Linked DNA regions of Mus musculus: region 1 is linked to region 2. Evidence: chromatin contacts called from public Micro-C data. All regions are on one chromosome and are shown on one strand. The core of a region is the stretch at or near the end of the contact, and the rest is flanking DNA. Distances in the headings are between cores, read along the strand shown.

The links. Hi-C and Micro-C count contacts between places; a contact is called where the count stands out from the background.
Region 1: a contact with region 2 is called in a Micro-C map of granulosa cells, with 3 times the contacts expected there. The contact joins the promoter of Plxnc1 here to the enhancer-like site in region 2. A contact is called at or near these places in 2 of 39 promoter capture datasets (hippocampal neurons and neutrophils), 11 of 484 Hi-C or Micro-C datasets (B cells, the CH12 cell line, the G1E-ER4 cell line and 7 more), 8 of 115 datasets of contacts at active chromatin or transcription factors (CD8 T cells, PVALB interneurons, bone marrow-derived dendritic cells and 4 more) and 4 of 9 other capture datasets (adipose tissue, embryonic stem cells, liver and 1 more).

What each region holds. Positions count from the first base shown.
Region 1 is chr10:94,941,000-94,947,757 of GRCm38.p6, reverse strand. It overlaps Plxnc1 (plexin C1), which reads left to right and starts at 2,913. Exons shown (of 31, transcript NM_018797.3): 1 at 2,913-4,241. The coding sequence starts at 3,180.
Region 2 is chr10:94,880,547-94,887,763 of GRCm38.p6, reverse strand. Plxnc1 (plexin C1) reads left to right here. Exons shown (of 31, transcript NM_018797.3): 5 at 5,132-5,246. Among named protein-coding and RNA genes, the nearest start is that of Plxnc1, 61 kb to the left of the region's middle. Within about 2 kb of position 4,318, at least 4 of the 459 cell types and tissues checked have an H3K27ac peak or open chromatin away from gene starts, as enhancers often do. A contact at or near this core is called in Sertoli cells and granulosa cells, where this site is marked.

The DNA of each region.
Region 1 (6,758 bases), core at 1,664-4,163, 61 kb before region 2:
TTCAGTCAATTGGTGAGGGATGAGTGAGCTATGGACCCTCCGCCAGATGGGTGTGTCTAAGAGAAGGCCTTTAAAGAAATACAGACCCTATGCCTAAATATTTATATAGAGTTGTTCATATTTCCCACACTTTTCAAATGTGAATGTGCGTCCTGAAGGTGGAGCTTTAGTACAGGAGAAAATTGGGAAGGGGCAAAGACGTTTGCTCAAAATGGGGCAGGACCAGTGAAGAACCTGTTTCCAGGTTTCTTAATCGCCTACATTTTTCATGCCCAAAAGTTAGCATGGATTCGGGTTTCTTCCACTATGGGAGTCTGCACGCAATTAAACAGGAGGAGAGAGAGAAAGCCTGCTTGCCGGAATAGGGCTTATGGTCTCAGCAAACTAAGGAGATGCAGGGACCATCAGAACCCTTTCCACACCTTGCTGGTAATTTTTGTAGGATGTTGTTTCTTCTTTTTCAAAATGCAGCAGCAAAGAATTGAGCAGTGAGCAACGTGCCACACCATGGAGTATGTTTAATCCAAATAGCTTCCAAGATGCTCTGTGACTGACTGTAGCAACTCTGTGGGGTTTAGGGAAATGGCTTGCTTACCAGCGAAGTAAGGCTATCTCCAAAATGGAATTGAATGCTGCTTCTTGGCCCATAACACTGCCACAGCCCATCTGTGAGTCAGCCACAGTGACTATAGGAGACTGATGCATGTATGCCCTATGTTGGAGAGGAATTATTTTGCTATTTATTTATTTATTTATTTATTTATTTATTTATTTATTTATTTTCGGATTTGAGTGATGCAAAAAAAATTCTTAAAATATTCCAAGTGGTGGAGAATGAGTTGAGGGGGGTATTTTTTTTAAGCAAGTAAGCCACTTGATTTGCTTCACTTAAGAGGTCCATATTAACATCAACCTAGACCTACATTCCCTGCTTCTTTTTTCTCTCCTCTACTTTCTGACACTACAGAAGAGGTGACCTCCAGCTAACATCTGAGAGCATCGGCACTGCCCATCAGCAGAGAGAAACAAGGATAGCCAGTCCCCAAAGAGGAGGTTGCACATGGAAAGATGGCCACGGACCATCTTTTAAAAGCCACTGCTGAAGGAATAGTGTGTGTGTGTGTGTGTGTGTGTGTGTGTGTGTGTGTGTGTGTACAGCAGAGAGAATGGAAGTCAAGGCCTGGCTGAGCTACACCCACCCCCTAATACTGTACTGTACATCTAGATTAGACTTTCAAGCTTCTTGCCCAGTTCCTTCTCCTCCCTTCTGCCTTTCGAAGCTCCCATCTCAGCAGCGGGAGGAACAGATCTAAGCAGTTCTGTGGAAGTGTAAAACCTGCAGCAGGTGACCTGTGAGGAAGCTCATTCAGAGCCCCCTTAAAAAACAATACAGATTCCTATCCAGAGCTTGGCTGACTTGGAGCTAAGAAGAGAAGATCACACAGCAACCAGTTGCAGTCCTAGGAAGATCTAGGAAGAATGCAGATCATTTCTTAAGGACCCATACGGGTCTTTAGCTCCCTCTCCATTCACCACAGAGTTGAAGGCACCAAGGCTTGCCTCTGGGAAGCCCACTTCTGAGAAAACATGAGCTTGCCTGCTCCCCAGAGCACAGTGATCTTTCTGTTCCAGAAATTCTCGGTGGCTTGCGAGGTGGGGGAAGGGGGGAGCACCCCAGCTGACAGTTGCTACCTGGATGAAGTGGTGGAGGGAGCCCCTCTAGAAACATAAGAGAGCTCCGGACTCTTGAGATGCGAGCCCTGGCTGCTGAGCCCAATGTACCTTTGCCTTTATTCTCTGGGGAGTGTAGTTTAGTGGCCACAGGTGGCACTGGACTAGCAAGAAACCTGTAAGAGGCTCCGGTGTGAGGTGTGGATTCGAATCTCTGCTGTGCTATTTGCTAACAGCTGTACCCGGGCAGGTTCCATAGCTTCTCCAAGACCTTTCTCAAAAGCCGAGTAGGGTTGATACAAGTCACTAATTAATACTGTTTGTCCCAAGCATCAAGTGAATCAAAATCTACATGGTGCATTTAGAACTATGCCCAGAACGGAGCAAGTTCTCAATAAATGTTAGCTTTTGTCACTAGGGTTAGATAGTGAGCAGAACTTTCTAAGTGCTATATCTGAGAGCCTGGGACTCCGTTGCCAAGGGAGACCAGGGAGCCTTTTCAAATATGAGAGCTCTGGCCCGAGGGATTGTCCACAACGAGAGTGTGGCGCCTTTCTCCTACCTCACTCTGACCGAGGGAAACCCACCCCCGGTCACAGGGGCGTCTTGGTCCCCCTCAGCCGCCTCCCGCTTGGCCCCAGCCCCCTGGCGCATCTCTCAGGCCCCCCTCCCGCCGCTCCACACCTGTCAGCCGCCCTGGCAGCCTCCCAGGGGCTCAAGCCCTGGGCCTCCGCCGCAACCCGTTCGACCCTGGGTCCTGGCTCCGCGAGCCTCGCGTTTGCCCGGGGCTGCTCTCGTAAACAAAACCCGGGCGTTGGAGCAGCCCCGCGGGCTGGGGAGCGCGGGAGCCAGCTCGGTGCGCGGTTCCGGCGCCGGGGGAACCCGGGGCGAGCAAGGGGCGATGGTGGCAGCCGCGGCGGCCGCGGCAGGCGGCTCAGCTTTGTTATGAATAGATGAAAGAGGCCACCTACACAGTAACCCAAATTACGAGACCTCCCTCCTCCCGATCTCACCGAATCAAGAAGGGAGGGGAGATGGGCGTGGAGGGAGGGCGGGCGAGAGGCGGAGGGCGGAGGAGGAAGAGGATGAGGAAGGGGCCAGTTGCATCCCACTTTCACAATGGGAAAGTGAAACGCACAAGCGCACCCAACCTCTCCAGCCCTCCCCGCCCGCCTCGCTCCCCTCCGCCCGTCCCCTCCCTTCCCCTCCGCGCCTCCCCGCGAGCGCCCGCGCCGCACAGAGGAACTCTCCGGCGAAGGCGGACGAGGAGGAAGCGTCTCCGGAGCGCGCAGGGCTTGCCGCCGCGGCACAGGCTGCCGGAGCGAGCCCGCCGCGCGCCGTCCTCCCTGCACTCCTTCCCGGCCGAGCCGCGGGGATGGGGCGGCCGCGGGAGCCCGAGCGCGCGCAGGAGCCGCCGCCGCCGCCACCGCCGCCCGCGTCTCCGTCGCCGCGCGCCTGAGCTGCCCGAGCTGCCGCGCGCCCTGCCCGGGGGCGGCCCCCCTAGCCCCATGGAGGTCTCCCGGAGGAAGACGCCGCCGCGCCCCCCGTACCCCGCCGCACCGTTGCCCCTGATCGCCTATCTGCTGGCGCTGGCAGCGCCCGCCCGGGGCGCGGACGAGCCGGTGTGGCGATCTGAGCAAGCCATCGGAGCCATCGCGGCGAGCCGGGCGGACGGCGTGTTCGTGGCGAGCGGCAGCTGCCTGGACCAGCTGGACTACAGCCTGAAGAACAGGCTCTCTCGCCTATACCGGGACCAAGCGGGCAACTGCACGGAGCCCGTCTCGTTGGCGCCCCCCGCGCGGCCCCGGCCCGGGAGCAGCTTCAGCAAGCTACTGCTGCCCTACCGCGAGGGGGCGACCGGCCTCGAGGGGCTGCTGCTCACCGGCTGGACCTTCGACCGGGGCGCCTGCGAGGTGCGGCCCCTGGGCAACCTGAACCGCAGCTCCCTGCGCAACGGCACCGAGGTGGTGTCATGTCACCCGCAGGGTTCGACGGCTGGTGTGGTGTACCGCGCGAGTGGCACCGACCTCTGGTACCTGGCGGTGGCCGCCACCTATGTGCTGCCGGAGCCGGAGACCGCGAACCGCTGCAACCCCGCAGCATCCGATCGCGACACGGCTATCGCGCTCAAGAACACGGAGGGGCGCAGTCTGGCCACGCAGGAGCTGGGCCGCCTGAAACTGCGCGGTAGTGCGGGCAGCCTGCACTTCGTGGACGCCTTTCTCTGGAACGGCAGTGTCTACTTCCCCTACTATCCCTACAACTACACGAGTGGCGCTGCCACCGGCTGGCCCAGCATGGCGCGCATCGCGCAGAGCACAGAGGTGCTGTTCCAGGGCCAGGCTGCCCTCGACTGCGACCACGGCCACCCTGAGGGCCGCCGCCTACTGCTTTCCTCCAGCCTGGTGGAGGCTGTGGACATCTGGGCCGGCGTGTTCAGCGCGGCCACTGGAGAGGGCCAGGAGAGGCGCTCCCCCGCCACCACGGCTCTCTGCCTCTTCAGGATGAGTGAGATCCAGGCGCACGCCAGGAGCTGCAGCTGGGACTTTCAAGCGACTGAGCACAACTGCGTAAGTCCAGCCCCCGGGGTTCAGATGGAGTCTTGGGTGACACTTACCAAGTCTCAGGTTCACTACACCACCGACTGGCCGAGATTGCAGGCTACTCTAAAGCACAGTCTGGGGTCCCCAAAGGGAGCGTGTAGAAAGGGTGACGGGGTAGCGGGGAGGATTGGAGGGAGGTTCAAAACTCTAGTGGCTGCCTCTCATCTTTTTAGTACAAATGCGGGCGCTTGTTTAGGACTGAGCTCCCCCCAACCCCCCGGGCCCGGGCTATCCTCTGTTCCTAACCGCTTCTCCAGACCAGAGTCTCAGTGGACATGTGGGCTTGACCCTTTGAGCTAACAGTTACTAATGCCCTTACAGAAAAAGCTATCGAACCTAAAAGACTCGCCGCCACACCCCGGCCTTTGTGCCCCCCCCCTCCACCCACCCCACCTTCCAATCTCTGGCTGCAACCTATGTGATGTGGTCTGTAGAGTTGTGGCCTGCTCCGCACTGGTAAATAAATGCTATGGTGCAAAAGCCGCTCGCAGACCGCCCAGCCTGAACCAGCGCGAGGGGGCGGGGCTGTGGCTAGCCAAGGGTGGCTGTGGTCTCAACCTGGTGGAGAGAACCCTAGGAGGCAGCTTATGGTGTACAAAGCCTCGCCCTGAAAAGGAGAACCGGGTGTGTGTGTGGGGGGGGGGGCGGTTTGGAAAGTGTTGGGGTGCTCCAGGCAGTTTCTGGGCTGCAGATTTCCAGACTAGATTGCGGGGCTCTCTGGCACCACCCTTGAGCTGTGCCTAAACCAGGCAAAAGACACAGGTCTTCCCCTCAGGGCTCACAGGGCAGCCACAGCTTGAAATCTCGAGATTGACAGTTCTTTGACCGGAAAATGAAGCGACAGTTCAAGAGGGTCTCGCTGATGGGGATTACGGAGGCTTTGTGTACTTCTGCAGAGGCCTTTGCCCTCCCAAGGCTTCTGGCAAGTAACTCTGCATATGGCTCCTGAGAGTGAAGCCTGCTGAGAGCCTCCTTAATCACTGGACAGGATTCAAAGAGCAGAAACGGAGGGCTACAGGAGTTGCTATTGTTTTGCTGTAAAATGAATCCGAGGAGGAAGGCGGGTGGTAGTGGTGGGGAGTCTTGGAGTGGAGAACTGTTGCATGTACGTTTATTGTGTACCAGGGTGCCTTGAAACATTTCCCCTAAGGTATATTGATATGCGGGTAGAAAGGCACTCCCCTCCCGCCCTGCAAAGCACACCTTACCAAATATTAGTCTTATTATTCATGGAGAAAAAAAAAGGCTTCCGGTCACTCGCTCCTTCTCTGCTAGGGCAAGCACATAGCCATTTAATTTCACTACTAGTATACATTAGCAAATACACAAAGAGCACAGGTTGTACCCCCCCCCCCAATGGTTTAGCCTTGCTGTAAGCATACAACTTAATATTTAATATCTTCCTTTATATATCTTCATAATCTAATCGCTAAAGTTTGGTAAATCACTGCCTTTTTTTTTTTACTTCTCTGTTGAAAGACTTGAAACCTCCCCTGCCCCCCCCCACGCTCCACGCGCCCCCATTTTACTTTAAGTGTTAGGCAGTTTGTCTGTGGGGTTAACAGCAACAGCTCAGAGGCCCACAGCAGGTAACTACCACGGAAGTCCAAGCTTTGCCATCTGACAGCTGTGTCGATGTGCAGAGCCAAAACATTTCTCTTGACTGCATCTACCTAGTGGGTACTGGAGGACTCGGTTTCCTTCCAAACCCAGCATGCATCCTGAATACACTCAAAAGCCAGTTTTTGGCTCAATCAGGTGTTCCTACTTGCATCGGGATGGGGAGGGGCAGGATTAGTCTAGAGCTGTTTATCCTTCTTCCTGAGAGAGAGCTGCCCCTTGGAAATCAAGCAAGGGATAAACACAGGCTGCCAAAAATCTGGAATAGGGGGGAAAATAAATAATTAATTAAACAGGTCCCTGTACAGTGCTTCTTGCTCCTGTTATTTATTGAGAACTCCCAGGGCGCCCAGAGCTGTGTGTTCTGAAAGATGGGGTCTCTACCCTCTGAGCTTGTCATCCAAGTTAAATGATATACTCAGGTTCAAACAATAGCTTTCCTTGGCTGCACAGGTGGGAGCTGGGAGTTTGCCTTTTCTTTCCTTTTCTTTTCTTTTCTTTTCTTTTCTTTTCTTTTCTCTCTCTTTTCATTTAAGTAAACTCTCTGCTCCTGGAATGCATTAAAAAGCTTTAATGGGATTGCATTTTAAGAACATTTGAATGAAAAAAAAATAGGTGGTAGTTTTGATGAAAAAAGGCCACAATTTGCTAACCAATTAAATAGGCAGATAAGATACTTAACTCAACAAATACTTGTTTGATGGCCTGCTTGTGTGAGCCTGTGAGCTATGCTGGATGCCACCGACTGTGCCAGCAAAGAGACAATAGCAGGTTGCAACCCTGTTTAATGGGGTCATGGGATCAGTGTGGCCTCGGTTGTCACTCACGGAGAATGTTGTCACGGAGATTGCATTTCTTTTTCGG
Region 2 (7,217 bases), core at 3,069-5,568:
TTGTGTTCTGGTTCAGTGTTCCTTGGCCATCCAAGCTATGGCTCAGGCAGGCATAGATACAGCTTGGATTGACATTCTGGAGGGTCAATGTGGTAGACCATGGTAGGTAGCATCTACTTGGTACTAGTTTTATACCTATGCATAGTTCATGGGCTAGGAGCCTATGATAGCCTTCATCTAAAATCAAAAGGCTATCACGGGCAGCCCGGGAGTCCATGCAGAACTTACTACAGGGATAAAGGGAGTGTATGTTGAGAGTATTTACTATAGCGATGTCTAGAAGCTTATGGGAATGGTGTATCTTCTGAGACCTCAGAATTATACTAACACTAAACCCTTCAGCTGCAGGTACCAGACCTAACTTATGACAGCTACTAAATGGACTAAGCCCATCCTAGCATTAGTAGAACTGCCTGAGTGCCTGTGCCAGGATGTGGTCCATGGACTTAAAGGAGGTTATTCTGGAGCCTGAAGAGTTAACGTTCTCCTCCTTCCTGGGCTGTAGATTACATGGAATCAGTTTCTGCACACTTAGTTTTTCTTATGGAATGAGAATGTCTGTCTGCCTGTCTGTCTGTCTGTCTCATCTTTGCATTTTGGGAGCACATACTATATTTACATTCAAAAATCTCAGGGCCGGAGATGAATTTGTCTCTGGATGTATCAGACATAGGTTCTCACCCACAGCCACTTTAGGTGAGAGCCCAGATTTTGAGTTAGTACGGAGCCAACTAAGTCTTTGGGGGCTGTTGAGATAGAATGAATTTTCTGGCCTGGTTTTCATGGGAGAGGGACATGAAGTTTTAGGGTCAGATATGCCATGGTGTGGCTTGAGTATGTCCTTCTCAAAAGCCTGTTCGAAACCTATACTCTGGTCGGTCAGTTTTGAGGGGTGAGGTGGAGATTAATGGGAGATCAAGAGCACCCCACCCCCACCATGAAAGGGAGAAACTAGCAACAGTGAATTCTGTGTCTTTTTTGACATCCTCTTCTCCCAGGGAATGACACAGCCAGAGATGTTTCACCAGAGTCAAGTGCCCAGTCATAACTATCCCAGTTTCTTAAGAAATAAATCTTTATTTTTTTTATAAATATATGAGTCTGGGTCTTCTGCCAAAGCTGCACAGATCCTTGGAAGAGGGGGAGCACATGCCCCAGCATAAGCAATGAACACATACACAAACATACAAAGAACACACACACAAACATACAATGAACACATACACACAAACATACAAAGAACACACACACAAACATACAAAGAACACATACACAAACATACAACAAACACATACACAAACATATAAAGAACACATACACAAACATACAAAGAACACATACACAAACATACAACGAACACATATACAAACACACAAAGAACACATACACAAACATACAACGAACACATACACACCCCTGACATTTTCTCCAGAACACACTTGGGCTAAGATGACTCCAGTTTCCCTCCTATTCAAAATGGCCTGGCAAAGTGGAACGAAAACCAGTTAAGAGATCTAGGAATTTGGCTGACAAGAGAGCTTGCTTGTAATCCTAGCCCTTGGGAGGTGGAGGCAGAAGGATGAGACACTTGAAGCCATCTTTGCCCTCCTACATTGTGATTTTGAGGCCACCTTGGTCTACATGAGACCCTGTGGAGGATGGAGACAGAAACTGGAGAAGGAGAACCTGCCCATCGAGTGGTCAAGTGGCTCATCAATCGCCAAGTGGAATGATATTTTCATGTCATTCCGGGAATGGCTTGAGAATTTATCCATTTGGCCATTTCCTTGATGGGTCCACAAGAATAAGAACGATTTGTTTCAACAGAAATCATCCCAAACCCCCTGGTTTTGTTTACTAAGATGTGGAAGCGCTGAGCTCTGCTCCCCCTCCTTGAGAAATGCGAATGTGTGGGTAATGTGCTGTCGAGATTTTACAATCTGCAATATTTGAGAAGTAATAAGATACTGTTGTTGGTTGACCATCTGGTTATACATACTTGGTGTTGTGGTTTGCTTTTTTATTCTTTCATTTTTATTGTTTTAAACTGGTGAAGGGCAAAGAATGAGAGTTAGAAAAAAATTCAGATTTGGCTTTCTTATACAAACAAAGAATTCATATTTAGATGTGCAACCCAGTTAGTTGTTGTTTCTAGGGGGAGAGTAAATGAACAGTCCAGTATATATGTTCTTTCATTTTCCTTTTCAAAAATAAATAAATAAGTAAACTAACCTTAACTCCTAATTTGATCTTCAGCTCCAAACTTTTGGCTTATGTGAAAATCAGTCTCGTTGCCTGAAAGAGGAGTCAAGCATAAATCAAAGCTCTAGAAAGAAAATTCACCAGCAGAACGGTCCTATAGAGATTTCATATTTCATCCATTCACTCAAAAATATTTATCGAAACCCTAGTATTTGCATCTCGTGCTGGCAGACGCTGAGGGATTTGCTAAAGAAACATCAAGATGTTCTCCCTCCCTTCCAGGGGCTTAGTGCTTTCTCGGGGAGAAATGGCATGGCCATGTGAAACAGTTAAGTTGTAATTCAAGACAGCATATGATTAAATACCAAAATGTGTGGTTCCGACAAGAAATGCTATAGTTCAGAGAAGGGAGTGATAACTTTGTAGCATGACTGGTTTTTCTGCCTACAAATTGGCAAATTGTAGCACTATTTGTATGAAATATTTTACACTTGCTTTTTTGGCAGCCTTAGGCCTTGACTCCCAGTCAGCATTAAGAGCCTGCAAAAATATTTGTACTCCAGTCACTGTAGAATTGGCTTAATTTTTCTCCCCTTCTTTCTCCTATGCAGAGGAAGTGCCTTGGTACAAGCCAGAGGGCCCAGGAGAGACAGGGAGTTTTGAGTCATGAACTTTTTCAGATACAAATAAGGCACCAGCCTTGTCATTCTCTGTACTCCAGAGCTGCCATGCTGGCAAACTCCCTCTGACATTGAGAGAGGTCTAATTTGAACTTAATGTCTGTGACGGACGAGTGAGCCATTATGGGTCAGATAGATTTATGGCCTTGGAGAATCACTAATGAAAATCCCTTTGGTTATGAAGTTGGAGAAGGGCTAACCCAGATGTAGGAAGGGTTGAGACACATATGTGCTCCTGGGGAGCCCAGTTCCCTGGTGGGTGACAAGCTAAGGGGACTTGGGAATGGCGGCTAGAAAAACTTACCAACTTCCCATTCTATATTTGTCATATCCAAATGAGCACAAAACTCAAAGAAAAGCCATAAGACTAAATTGTTAAGAATAAGAGAGAGATGATAGGTAGGGCTTCCAGGGGAGGGAGGGGGACACCAACCCTACCCATAAAACCTTCGACCCTGATTACAAGATATCTGGGGATAAAGATAGAGCAGAGACTGGGGGGATGGCCAACCAGTGGCTGGCCCAACTTGACTCATCCCATGGGCAAAAACCAATTCCTAACACTAGAAATGATGTTCTGCTAAGCTTGCAGACAGAAGCCTAGCATAACTAGCCTCTGAGAGGCTTCACCCAACACGTGATGGAAACAGATAAAGAGACCCATAGCCAAACTTTAGGCAAAGATTGGGGAGTCTTGAGGAAGAGGAAGAGAGAGGTTGGGTTGAGGGAGCTGGAGGGGTCAAGCACACCACAAGAATACATACAGAATAAATTAACCTGGGCCCACGGGAGCTCCCCAGGACTAAGCCACCAACCAAAGAGCATGCAGGGGCTATACCTACGACCCCTATACATATGTAGCAGATGTACAGCTTGGTCTTCATGTGGGTCCCATAACACTCGGAACAAGGACTGACTGTCTCTGACCCTGTTCCCTGCCTTTGGCTCCCTTCACCTTTCAGGGCTGTCTTGTCTGGCCTCAGTGGGAGAGGATGCACCTAGTCCTATTGCAATTTGATGTGCCAGGTTGGGCTGATAGCCATGGAGGCTGAAGGGAAGGGGGAGTTGGGGGAGGGGTGGGAGGGTGGGACTGGGAGAAGAGGAGGGCTGTGATCAGGATGTAAAGTAAAATAAATAATGAAAAAAACAGAGGAAGAAGAAATAAAATCTTTTGAAGTCAATGTATCGTTTGGGCCCTTTCATAACTGTGCTGCCCCTCAGTGATTGCTGTCACCATTTAAATGTGTTGGAATCTCATGAACTAGGAGTTCTTAGTTTTCTTTTAAAACTCCACAGTTGTTTGCTCAGGCTCACCTTCATTTTAATCTTTGCCTGGAAGGGGTGTGGTTTCTCAAGCTACTCCATGTTACTCGTTGGACTGTCTGCATGGTGCTGTGTCACTTGGCGATAGGGTTGCACTTGGTGTTCACTCCCCTCATTGGGTTGGTGGCCCATCTGGGAAGTTAAAAGTGACCCGGAGTGACCCGCGCATCAAGGAAGCCAGTGATTGCAGTGTGAGAGCATCTATTCATCAAAGGACCTGGCCCTGGCCACAGCTTAAGATTTATTTGGGGCATCTCCTGAGCTGGCTGACCTGGGAGAGTGGCCTTGCAAAATATTTTGCTCGTATCTTTTGATATAATTTGGTATCTGTCTAAATAAATGTTCTGGAGCAGATGGTTACAGAATGTCTTATCATATTCTTGGGCAGACTCTGCCCTTGAAATATTTTCATTTAATCATCATGTTGCAAAGCTCAAAACAGTAGCTTTATTATTTCTTTTGAGCACAAAATGAATCTCACTCAATAGGTTGGTATTCTGGTTAATGTATTGCAAGCCTAAAATATATTCAAAATATAAACCTTTTCTGGGCTGGTCTTAAGCGGAATTTCTCCACAGGCACTCTTTATTTTAGAATTCATGGAAGAGTATCCTTCCATTTGAAGTATTTGATGATGTCATCTTGGGTGATAGCCTAGAAGCTGAAGTTCAACATGTTGTCAACATTTGTCCTCTGTCCCTAAACCTGATGAAACACACACACACACACACACACACACACACACACACACACCTCTGCTATTTCTTTGTTGCTTTTCATGAGTTTAATATCAAATCCCTTTTCTCATTCAAAATCAATAGCCTACCATACAAAGTGCTTTGTACTACTGATCATGAGAAAGCTGTAATTAATGTGTGTGTGTGACAATTTATCAGTTGGTGTCTTTTGTTTGTTTTGTTTTATAGGTGCACTTTTCAAGGGGATTGCACACATGCTGGGAGCTTTGAAAACTGGCTGGATATTTCATCAGGACCTAAAAAATGCCCGAAAATTCAGATACTTCGAAGCCTCCGAGAGAGAGTAAGAGGAAATAATTTTATTTGTCTTTATGATATTGTCTTTATGATATGGTACAGCTGCCTTCTGGGTATAAAGAAAATCTTTTCACAATGAAATAGGCTTCATGACAGGACTCCATTCATTCTGTTGGTGAATGGTAAGGGCCTGCCAGATGTTGTCTATCTGCAAAGTGCCAAGGATGCAGTAATAGCCAGGTCATTCGTGGTACAGCCCACCCCCATAGAGGCTGCCATCTTGCTAAGTAAAGATGACCTTTAGGGGTTGAAATCAAAGAGAAGATGCATTTTTTTTATGCAGAAGATATCCAGCTTGATTTTAAAAATAGAGGAACAATAAGCTCAGACTTATAGTTGAGTAGATCCCTGCAATGTGGATCTCAGTGGGATTTTATTTTGATCAGCCAGTCTTAATACCGCTGTCTTCAGTCTTTGAACAACTGCCGGTGCAGGAGTCAAGCAGGAGCATGCACCAAAGGGTGATTGGGTCCCTTGGAAAGCTCCTGACATGGCGTGAAAGAGGGACACAGAGAGCGCATTGGAGCAGAGCCTTCCCTGATGCCCACACCCACCCTGCCTTGAGGGGAATAGAATTCCTTACATGATGCTGTAAGGAGACATTTCCTCCCTAATCATGGCTCTTGTGTTATGAGTAATTGCACAGAGTCCCCGTCAGCAGCCAGTTGACCTGTCGACTGCACTCACTGTGTTCTGTGTGAATGCCACATTAACAAGGAAATGGGCCACTTTCTCTTCTCGCTTTGCCATTTCAAATAGCAAGAACCACGCCACTTAAGATGATTTAACATTTAATAAAGGAAAGCCAGGGCATTTAATGAGTGATAAATAATAAAAGAACCAAGCTTTCAAGTCATGACCGATCAGAACTCATGGATTGAAAGTTACTTGCTATTGTTGCTTCCTGTCACTCTCTGAAGCAAGGGCGAGCTCCAAATCTCCAAACTCCTGCCAGCTCCGTGCCAGGGGGTCAGAATCAGAGTAAGTGAAGTTCAGCCATCCATACACAGGTGTAGTCAAGTTCTTTTCTTACTGATCTGAAGAAACAGCCGGCTTTGATGCTAAGTGCTAGGCAAAAAGCATTAAGATGTTTTGATATCCTCAGGACTCTGATACATGGTTAAGATTATGCAAGGAGTTTTTCTCTTTGTCATTGAAGGAACTGTTAAGGGTGATACTATACCTTAGAATAGAAAGAAAAAAAAAATAGCTTGCTTAAGTGCCGCTTATACAGTTAGCTTACCTATCTAGGGGTGGTATAGCCAAATCACCATTTACATGTCATCTGGAACATTTAAAAAAACCTGTTTCCACTCACTCAGGAGTAGTAGATCACCCCTGTAATCCCAGTGTTCAAGAGGCAAGGGCAGGAGGATCCCTGTGAGTCTGAGGGACCAGCCTGGTCTCCATAATAAGTTTCAGGCCAGCTAGGACTCCATAGTGAGACCCTGCATCAAACAACACAGAGCCAAAAACCTTGCCCACAACCACTCGTTCCCCCACCCTGTGTCCCCACTGTGGCTTACCGATGGGCCTGGCCGTCTTCCCATGCAGCCATTACATCACTGTCCACAAATCAGAGATAAGTTCTTTTTTTTTTTTTAAATTCACATGCTACTATTTCACGTGTGCTTGTGCATGCCATAGCATGACTATGGTCAGAGGAAGGGTGGAGTGGGTTCTCTTCTTCCACCGTGTGGGTCCTGGGGCTCTGACTCAGGTTATCAGGCTTGTCTATAGGTATCTTTACCTGCTGAGCCACCTCACTGGCTCAATGATTTGCTAATTTCCCTTCAGGTCTTCTTTAAAACTATCTCTGCACTTATCTTCCTCCCAACCAAGGGATTGAATCTTATGCATGCCAGAGGCAAGCACTCTCCCACTTAGCTGTACTCATTAGCTCTAGATTGTTCCTTTTAATACTACTGATGCGGTTCGACCCCTCTTTCTCTCTTCA